Regions from separate parts of the Rattus norvegicus genome. Here regions 2 and 3 are each linked to region 1. A link is a contact called in public Hi-C data. All regions are on one chromosome and are shown on one strand. The core of a region is the stretch at or near the end of the contact, and the rest is flanking DNA. Distances in the headings are between cores, read along the strand shown.

Evidence for each region. Hi-C and Micro-C count contacts between places; a contact is called where the count stands out from the background.
Region 2: a Hi-C map of liver shows a contact between it and region 1, with 3 times the contacts expected there. The contact joins the promoter of Wwp1 here to the promoter of Ttpa in region 1. A contact is called at or near these places in 3 of 12 Hi-C or Micro-C datasets (the A7r5 cell line, liver and mammary epithelial cells).
Region 3: a contact with region 1 is called in a Hi-C map of liver, with 2.7 times the contacts expected there. The contact joins the promoter of Rmdn1 here to the promoter of Ttpa in region 1.

What each region holds. Positions count from the first base shown.
Region 1 is chr5:38,293,098-38,296,027 of GRCr8, forward strand. It overlaps Ttpa (alpha tocopherol transfer protein), which reads left to right and starts at 1,324. Exons shown (of 5, transcript NM_013048.3): 1 at 1,324-1,532. The coding sequence starts at 1,329.
Region 2 is chr5:37,981,475-37,984,429 of GRCr8, forward strand. Wwp1 (WW domain containing E3 ubiquitin protein ligase 1) reads right to left here and starts at 1,269. Exons shown (of 25, transcript NM_001024757.1): 1 at 1,131-1,269.
Region 3 is chr5:37,866,037-37,869,092 of GRCr8, forward strand. It overlaps Rmdn1 (regulator of microtubule dynamics 1), which reads left to right and starts at 1,255. Exons shown (of 10, transcript NM_001031663.1): 1 at 1,255-1,390. The coding sequence starts at 1,262.

The DNA.
Region 1 (2,930 bases), core at 74-2,573:
CTTCGGGGACAGGTCCACTTTGATATGTTAAAAGGGACCTTAGACATTTATCCCAGGATTTGAGACTTTTAACAATTTTCTGATTAGATTCTGGTTATGTAATACTGTTCCTTCTCCCTCCTCAACATAGAAGTCAAAGCTCACAGCCCCTTAGCCCCAAGCGTCCCAGGCCAGCTCTCTTAGTGATTCCGAAATTCACATATCACAGCGGATTCTCTATCAGCTTTGCCTTGTTTCCTGTTGTTTGCAGATTGTTCTCCTACACCATGTAGATTTATTTCTGTTGCTTTTCCCTCCAGACCACGCAAAAATGAAAACGTCTCCAAGGTAGGAGTTTTGTTTTGAAAATACCCACCAATAATCAGAACATGGTCTCTACCCAGGAACCACTCCGTCAGACATTCTTGCTCTGAGTTCCTTTAAGGCTGGTTTCACTCGCGAAATCAGCGTTTCGTGAACATGCACACTTGAACTGCCACCTAGACAGAACGGAGTCCGTAAAACTAATTCCTCTTCTGTCTAGGTGGCAGTTCAAGTGTAGGGTAATTTTAATGGATGGGAATGAAGGGGAAAATACCTCCATGTGTTCAGATTTCTGGGTCATCTCTGCCTACTCTTCTTCACCTGACATCCTTCAGATTCCATCACTTAAGGGTCTTGACTGAGAGACTGTGAAGCCTAAACACAAGCATCATTAGTGTTTAAAACGTGCCCTCCCCTACCCGCTCTCCTTGTATATATGACTCTAGTAGAGCCAGATGCCAAGATCTGGAAAGTATTTTCCTGGAGAGAAGCAAGGAGGGGGGAGGAGCAGCGAGACTGCGGAAGGTGGCTTCCTCGAATTGCATTTTGGAAACTAGTTAGAATATTAGAGCTGGCCTGAGCTCAGCCTTAAGGAAGGGATCGGGTTGGGGTGCGGTAGGGTGTTCCTGAGTGTCTGACACCCAGACTAATTAAAGAGCCCTTTAAAGCCTCTTTACCTTGTTTCCTGATTCCAAAACGGAACAGAGGGGGAAGGGCAACGAGGAAAGGGAAAGAAAAGTTCTCTGGCAGCCTGATTAGAAACATTCCAAGTAACTGTGACTTCACCTTCTTTGGGTTCAACACTAGAGGCTTTCCTTCACTGGGTCTGGCTGCGGCTACCCTGATGAGCAGCGGAGGGCACCATGTGCGTTCCTTTAAGAGGACTCCTTGGCGGTTGTACCAGCGGGACACCGGAGATCCGGGCGGCACCGGGTGAGTGTGCGCGGGGCGGCGGCCACGGCGGGGGGCGGAGGATGGCTCTGGGCCCACATTTTTCCCCCTGCCGCCGGGACAGCGCGGCGGGCATGGCAGAGATGCGGCCGGGGCCAGTGGTTGGAAAACAGCTCAACGAGCAGCCCGACCACTCGCCCCTGGTCCAGCCGGGCCTGGCCGAACTGAGGCGCCGGGCGCAGGAGGAGGGCGTCCCAGAGACCCCGCAGCCGCTCACAGACGCTTTCTTGTTGCGATTCCTGCGTGCCCGGGATTTCGACCTGGACCTGGCCTGGCGCGTAAGTGTGAACCCGGGCGGGCAGACCGCGGCGGGGCTGGGATCCACGCGTACCGAGCGTGGCAGTGTGGCTGCAAGCGCGCCTAGACCCGGGATTCCGCCCGTCGATGCTCTGGTTCCCGCTGCCGTGGAGGACCTCCCCAGGACTACTAGAGTCCCCGCGATTAACAAAGTGGAGACCTCCTGGGGTGCTCAACTGTGTTACACACCTGAGGAGACAACTCCAGGAGTGGACAGAGGAGGGGACAAAATGGACATCTGAAGGCATCTTGAAAAAGATTATGTTAATAGAGCTAAATGACAGCACAGTCAGTTTGGTTCCTTTGAAATCCAGGGCAGGACTGGCGATTCTTTTGTGTTTCAGGTCTTCACACCACACTGAGAAAGAGCCATGGAGCCAGAGAGATGCGACCTTGACTTTGTCCCTCTTGGGGTCAGCACTGTTATCTGTCCACTAACTGTGAGGACATGACAGTAGTTTCGAAAATTGCACATTAACCTGGAATGTTAGCACAAGGTGTGCCAAGCGCTCTGGTTGGCATGGGATAACTAGTCAGTGGTCAGCGAAGGACTAATCTAGACCTTTCTGCAAGGGAAAATACTTAGGCTGTGGAATTCCAACATGCTCTTCTTTCATGCAACTAATTTTATTGGATAATCACCGAGTATGGCAAAAACAACAAACAATATAAAACAGTAAAAAGTTCAAAAGTATTTCCTAAAAGAAAAATTCCCAACACAAACTTTAGTTAGACCGTGAGTACCCAGAAGAGTGGTATCATCTACTACTTTAAGCATGTGCTTTTTGCTCATGCAAACAGGCGTTTGTGTTTTTTATTTTTTATTTGGCTTTTCTCAACTGCTTGTTGCACAGAATGTTGATGGAATTGCTATCAAACCATGACATAAATAATACACGAAGGGTATCTAACCAGTTCCGTGTTTGTGGCTTTAGCGATTGTTTCCAGGTGCTATTAGGCTCCCTCCATCCCTACATTCAGCAATGGGGACCCGGTGCTGCCATGCTCACCGTTCATCTCTTCATTTAGTGTTTCTCTCTATTTTTCTCTTTTTTTATATCCGCAGTCTTCTGCCTCACAGTATAAAATATGCCACCAGCAGGTGGGTATATGAGTTTGTCTTCATGTTTAATCTCTACACACAGATCAGAACATATCCTTATGTATCCTTATTGAGTAAATTCACCAGTTGCAGACGGAAGGTGCCCGCATTTTTACTGTTGAGGAATGAACAACCTTTGCAGGGAGTTTTCACTCTGATGAATTGCACACTGCATAATGATGTTTCTTCCTCTCTGTTATTATGTGCACTGCGTTATCAAATAAGATTTGTGCCTGCTACATGAAGATAGTTTTGTATTTTTATTATATATATTAAT
Region 2 (2,955 bases), core at 19-2,518, 310 kb before region 1:
CAGTGTCTTAAAAGCAGCTCAACATTTTATGTGAAGAACTGTTTGGAAATGTTAATAATCTATGTCTCAAAGAGCTAAGCCACATTTTTCAAGCATCTCAATTTCAACAGCTCCAACACTTGGCCATTATCTTCGAAATTGAAAGGTTAACTAGTTATTTAAAAATGGTAATTTTCAGTCAGTTTAAGTATATAGTCTTATGGCTCAAGGAAGTCAGATAAATGAAAGAATGTCTTTCTTAAAAGGAGAGTTTTACTAATAGTTGCACACAGACTTGGTGAGACATGTCAAGTGGATTTATACACAAGCAAAAACTCTTGCAGAAACCTACAGACAACTGTGAACTGGGTATTTCAACAAGAAAAAAAAAATACCAAATGGGAAGTGGGAAGATAACTCTGGCATTATTTTTTCCCCGTTACTTTAAGAGTAGAAATTCAATTTTATGCACACAAAAAGATAAAAATTTAACAGAAAAATACCTGACATTTGTGAATTATTTCATGGTGGGAAAGTAAAATATTTCAAAAGCATAATAGATACACCTTTTTGGCAATAATGAAGAGGAATCGCTTCGAGCAAAGGAACTTCAACTCCAAACCGATGAGTAAAGAAAGGAGAGAGCCACACAATCCTAAACCACAAAATTGATCATTTAAAGACTATAAAGGCGACCGGCAAAGTACCAACCCTAACAATACTAAATTTTAAAAGAAGACTTAAAGGAAAAGGGCCCAAATCACGAGACGAGGATTAGAAGATTTTGCAAGGTCACTTGAACCTACCAGGTCACCAAAGGTGGAGATTGAGACTGTTGGTGAGAGGAGGTGCGGAGTCAGTGAAAAAACGCTAAATGCTAAAAACATGTCAGAAAAGGACAAGCTGAGGCTGGAGTCCGGGCTCGCGCCGGTGGGATCCGGGTGAAAGTCAGGGCAGCAGTTCTGAGGCAGGGAAGCTGGAACGCTAGCAAGCTGCCGGCCAGGAGCCTGAGCACTGCAGTCACCCAGACACTTCGCCGGGCTCCGGTGTCACCGGCACAGGCCGGTGCCAGGGCCAGCTCGGGGCAAGCCCGGCGACCCCACCCCAGCGAACTCCGGCCCGGCCGCCCTCCAGAGCCCCGCTGTGCTTACCCGCGCGAAGCTGCGGCTCCCGGGGCCCGCGGCCACCGCGGCGGCGCCTCCTCAGCCCTCCGCGCCCAAGATCGCCATCTCGCAGCAGGCGTCGGCCGGGCAGCCCAGGCCGCCCGCAGCCACTCCGATCCCGCACGCCAAGCGCGCCGACACCCGGCCCTCCCCCCACCCACCCCGGCCTACACCTCCCTTCCTCGGGAGCGCGCAGCGTACTCGCGACGCCCGTGCCGCGCACAGGCGCGCCTCCCCGCCGGAGCCGCTCTGAGCCTACGGTCCAGACCGGGAATCCAGCTGCTCTCGAGCATGCGCAGCGAGCGCGCGCCCGGCTCGCCTCGGGGCGACTCCACTCCTCCGGGTCTTCGCGACGGTCTGGCGGAGAGGCACGCCAACCAATAGGAGGGAGGGGGCGGGGCCAGGGCCGGAAAGGGGGCGGGGCAGTCGCCGGGAAGCGGGTGGTGACTTCTGAACAGCAGCTACCTGGTCTGTTCAGGCATCTGCAGAGCTTCCTGCATAACCCCAGGGAAGAACCTCCGGGCACGTCTGTGCTTTAGTTCAGCACGTCGCAGCAAAAGTAGGCTGCGAAGGAAAGCTCCTTGACCTCGCTTTAATATTTAGGGTCCACTAGTAGTGGTCACAGGAGACCATTGTGTCGGTAATGAAATTGTCTTGGCACCACAGTGACCAAATAACAAAGCTACTACTGATTGAGCAAGTGCATATATCCTTTTTCCTACAGTTAATGGTCACAGTAATTCTGAAAGGTAGCGTCTCTTGACTCCATGACACAATGAGTCAACTAGTTTAGAAAAGAGCTGTTGGTAGTTTTACGTTACGAGAAAGGTCACACTGCAATGTAATGACCACATTACTCACCATATGGCCCGCTGTTTTACTTCAGAGAAAGAACAAAGTTCTTCCAGCACAAATAGTACAGTTACCTAAACACCTCACCTAGGCACCACAAATTATTTAAACCCACCCCATAGCCGACTAGTTCTCTTGTTAGAAAAGTTCAGAAATCCTGGTTTCTCTTCAAGGATGACCACTCCATTGTTGCCTGTAACACCTTTAACTTCACTGCTCCATAGGTAACAAGTTCTCAGCAAAATCACCATGTAACAACACTTCTGTTCTAAATTGCTTGTTAACCTTAAACCACCTTTCTGATTCACTCTGCTGTTGTTGTAACCTTTGAAAGAGTAGTATACCAAGAAGAGCAAACACTGAGACTCCATGAATATTTGTAGGATTCAGTAAATACCATTTGAATGAACAAATGTACAGTCACTTCCACTCTGGCACGTTAGGTACTAGTCCCTAACTTTACATATAAGTTAGGGGCATAGCACATGATGCAAAAAAGAAAGAAAGAAAGAAAGAAAGAAAGAAAGAAAGAAAGAAAGAAAGAAAGAAAGGAAAAGAAAAGAAACCTCTCGAAACGTACATGACAATTTTGTGTGCCTTCGTTCTTTTCCTCTTGCTGTGGTAAATTACTGGACCAAAACAACTTAAAGGAAATGGAGTTTATGCTGGCTTATATCTGGTGACTGGAGCTTGAAGCAACTGGTCACAATAAACCAGACCTCAGGAAGTAGAGAGAGAGTTATGCTCACGCAATTTTGTTGCATATAGTCCAGGATCCTCTGCCCATGGAACCACCCTGCCCACGATTCAGATTTGCCTTCCCACCTCAGTTACCATAATCCAGATAATCCTTCCCAGGCAATGTCAACAGGCTGTCTCCCAGGTGATTCTAGATTCTGTCAAGTTTCCAGTGGACACCAACCATCGTGTCACTCTAATGCTTAAGGTCATTGACTTCACA
Region 3 (3,056 bases), core at 5-2,504, 430 kb before region 1:
TTTCTCCATCACCATCGAAATGAACATTATATATATATATATATATATATATATATATATATATATATATATATATATATTACCAAAAGCAATGTCTCATGCCTTTGCAGCTGGGAAGCTTGCCCTGAATATCTCTTCTATCCCTTTTCTCATGAGTGGTTCTTGTACTAAAGCAAATCTTTCTCATTTATAGCTTGCAGTTACTATCTACACCTAACAGTGATTAAATGAGATAATAGCATAATCGTTAAAGGACATAAAAGGTCCCAACATCACATAGCACCTTTAGCAAATGGGTATTTAAACAATTTAAGGCAATAAATGTAAGTTAAGTTGAAATCTGATTTCTCTCTCTCTAGGATATAACCTGTGTTTTGTTTGTTTGTTTTTAAATGTGTTCCTACCCAGGAAAGCACTGGGGTATCAATCTAAATTTTTAAAATCTAGAATCTAAAAGTCATATCCAGTAGTTCAGACTAGACTGGAATTCACTGAGTAGTTCAGGGTATCTTTAAAATCATGGGATTACAACAATCAGCTTAACTTTTTTCTTTTTTGAGACAGGGTCTCCCAGATTCCATGCTAGCACCCAACTCATTATATAGCCCTTGAACTCCTGATTTATGTGATCACCTCTCCAATGCTGGCTTTCGTTACAGTCATGTGCTACCACTGTAGTCTTATACAGTGCAGAGAACTGAACTCAGGATTTCGTGCAAGCTAGGGAAGCACTTTGAACTCTGGATATGGTATGACTTTTTTTTCTGTTATTTCTTGACTAAGCCTCTTCGGGCTTTGCTTTCCTTCTCTTTTAATTCCCACCATCTCCAGGCTCTAGATTTTTTTCCCCACTCTCCTCCTTATGTAAGACAATCTAATTCATTTAAGCATCTATTTATTTTCAAAAAGGACCATACGCGTCAGGTTCACTTTACTGTTGAAGACTTTAGAACATTATAGAAAAAAAAAAGCTTTTAAAGAAAGCTTCCACAAAAGCTATAACCAATAGATGGTCGCCTATAGTCAGAGGAGGGCTCGCTTCTCTTGTCTGAGCCTGTTGTGCGCATGCGTAATGGTCCCCACCACCCATCTCCCACCCGGAGCTATTTCCGGTCTTTGGAAACCGAGGCCCGGAAGCTGAGGGAGTGAGGGAGGTGGTGCAGGCGGGCCTTAGGAACTCCGCTCCAGAGTCGACTTTCGCCCCGCCCCGTTCTGTCAAGTTCGGTAGCTAGTAGTTAGTCAGGCTGGGAAGCTGTCAGTCATGGCGCTGTCCTCGCGACTGTGGCGTCTTCTCCCTCTGCTACGCGGAGCGGAGCAGAGCGTGTGTCAGCTGGCGAGGAGCTGGGGCAGCGGTGGGCGCTGTGGCACTTGGGGATTCCGCGGTTCCGAGGTAACCCGCTGTCCTGGTCCGGCCCTCACCTTCGGCAGGGCGTCGGGGGTGCCCCCCTCTCCAGGTCTGGAGGTCGGGCATCCCGGCCAGAGGGTCCTGGAGCTTCCGCTTTGCAAACCTCTGCGACGGCCTTGTGACAGAGGGGTGCGTCCTCTCTGCCCTTCCTGTCCGAAAGTAGAACAGGAAGGTGAAAGAACGTTGGCCGTTGAGAAGGCCGCTTCCAGCAAAGCCACCGACGGTATCTGGACTCAGCTTGTCACCTCAGACAGCTCTGACCGGTGACTCAGTGCTGTAGTTCCAGCCGCTAGAGTCCAAGGATTGCAAATTCAAGGTTGGCTTTGTATGTCAAGCCAGTTCAGGGCTAGTCTGGGTGATTCAGTGAGTGCTTGTCCCAAAATAAAGTTTTTAAAAAAGTAAGTTCAATGTCAATAAACCTTTGCCTTACACCTAGAGGCAAAAATGTTTGTGATGTAACTTTGAAATTTTGAATAAATATGAGAATTTATTTGTACAGTACTTATCCTTGAATTTTTTTGGTTTTTTAATACATGTTAAAGCTGTTGAGATTCTCTTGTTTGTGTGTGTGTGTGTGTGTGTGTGTGTGTGTGTGTGTGTGTGTGTGTGTATGTGTGTGTTTATTATCTCAGTTCTGATGTTTTTATTTGTCAGTCTTAGGACTGTCTTTATTCTTAAAATGGGATGGCATCTGTTCCTAAGATATATTTCTCCTAACTGTTTTATTTTAAGCCCCAAAGTACTGCCTTCAAATACCGGCTTTATACAATTACTATCTGTGGTGTGTAGGTCAGGAATCTAGAATGGCTTAACTTGGTGTCTAACTTAAGATCTCTCTTGAGGTTTAGTCAAGCTTTCAACTGTTGAGGTCTCCTTTAACATCTCAGGGTTTTGTTTTGTGGAAATATTTACTTGTTTGTGTTGACAGGGCCTCCCTAGGTGACCTTGAGTTTAACATGCAAGTTTTCTTGCCTTAGCCTTCTGAGTCCTAGTATTCCAGGTATGAGAGTTCAACAACAACCTACCTTCCTTTCTCCATTTTTTAAAAATTCAATTTAATTTATGTGTATTATGTGTTTTGCCTGCATGGATGTATGTGTACCAAATGCATGCCTAGTTACCATATCAGTGGTCATGAAGAGCTAGTAGTGCTCATAAACAATGAGTTATCTCTCCAGCTTCTCGGGTTTGTTTGTTTGTACATTTTGGCTTTTTGTTGTTGTTGTTGTTGTTGTTGTTGTTCTGTTTTGTTTTGTTTTGAAAGCTGTTTCTGAGGCTAGAAGGAGGAAGTTCTGTTTCCACATTCTCTTGTGGCAGTAAGCAGATAGTTTCTCCACAATGCTGCTGTTGCCAGCAGACATTGCAGCTAACTTTCCTCAGAAGGGGAAAGTTTCCCCTGGGCAGGGGGTGGAAGAGAATGCTGAGAGAGTGTGAACTTTGTGGTCTTTTAACCCCTTCCTCTTGGAAAATAAGGAGGTCAGTTATCCACAGTACTTGTGAGGGAAATTGCCTTCTGACACTCAGATTCAGAAAAGCTTACAGCCTGCGTGCTTACTGCTCTAACCCAGAGTGGAAGGAGAGAAGGGAGTAGCCATTACTCAACAGTTTTAACAGGTCAAGACATTCTCTGACCTTTACAACCCACCTACTT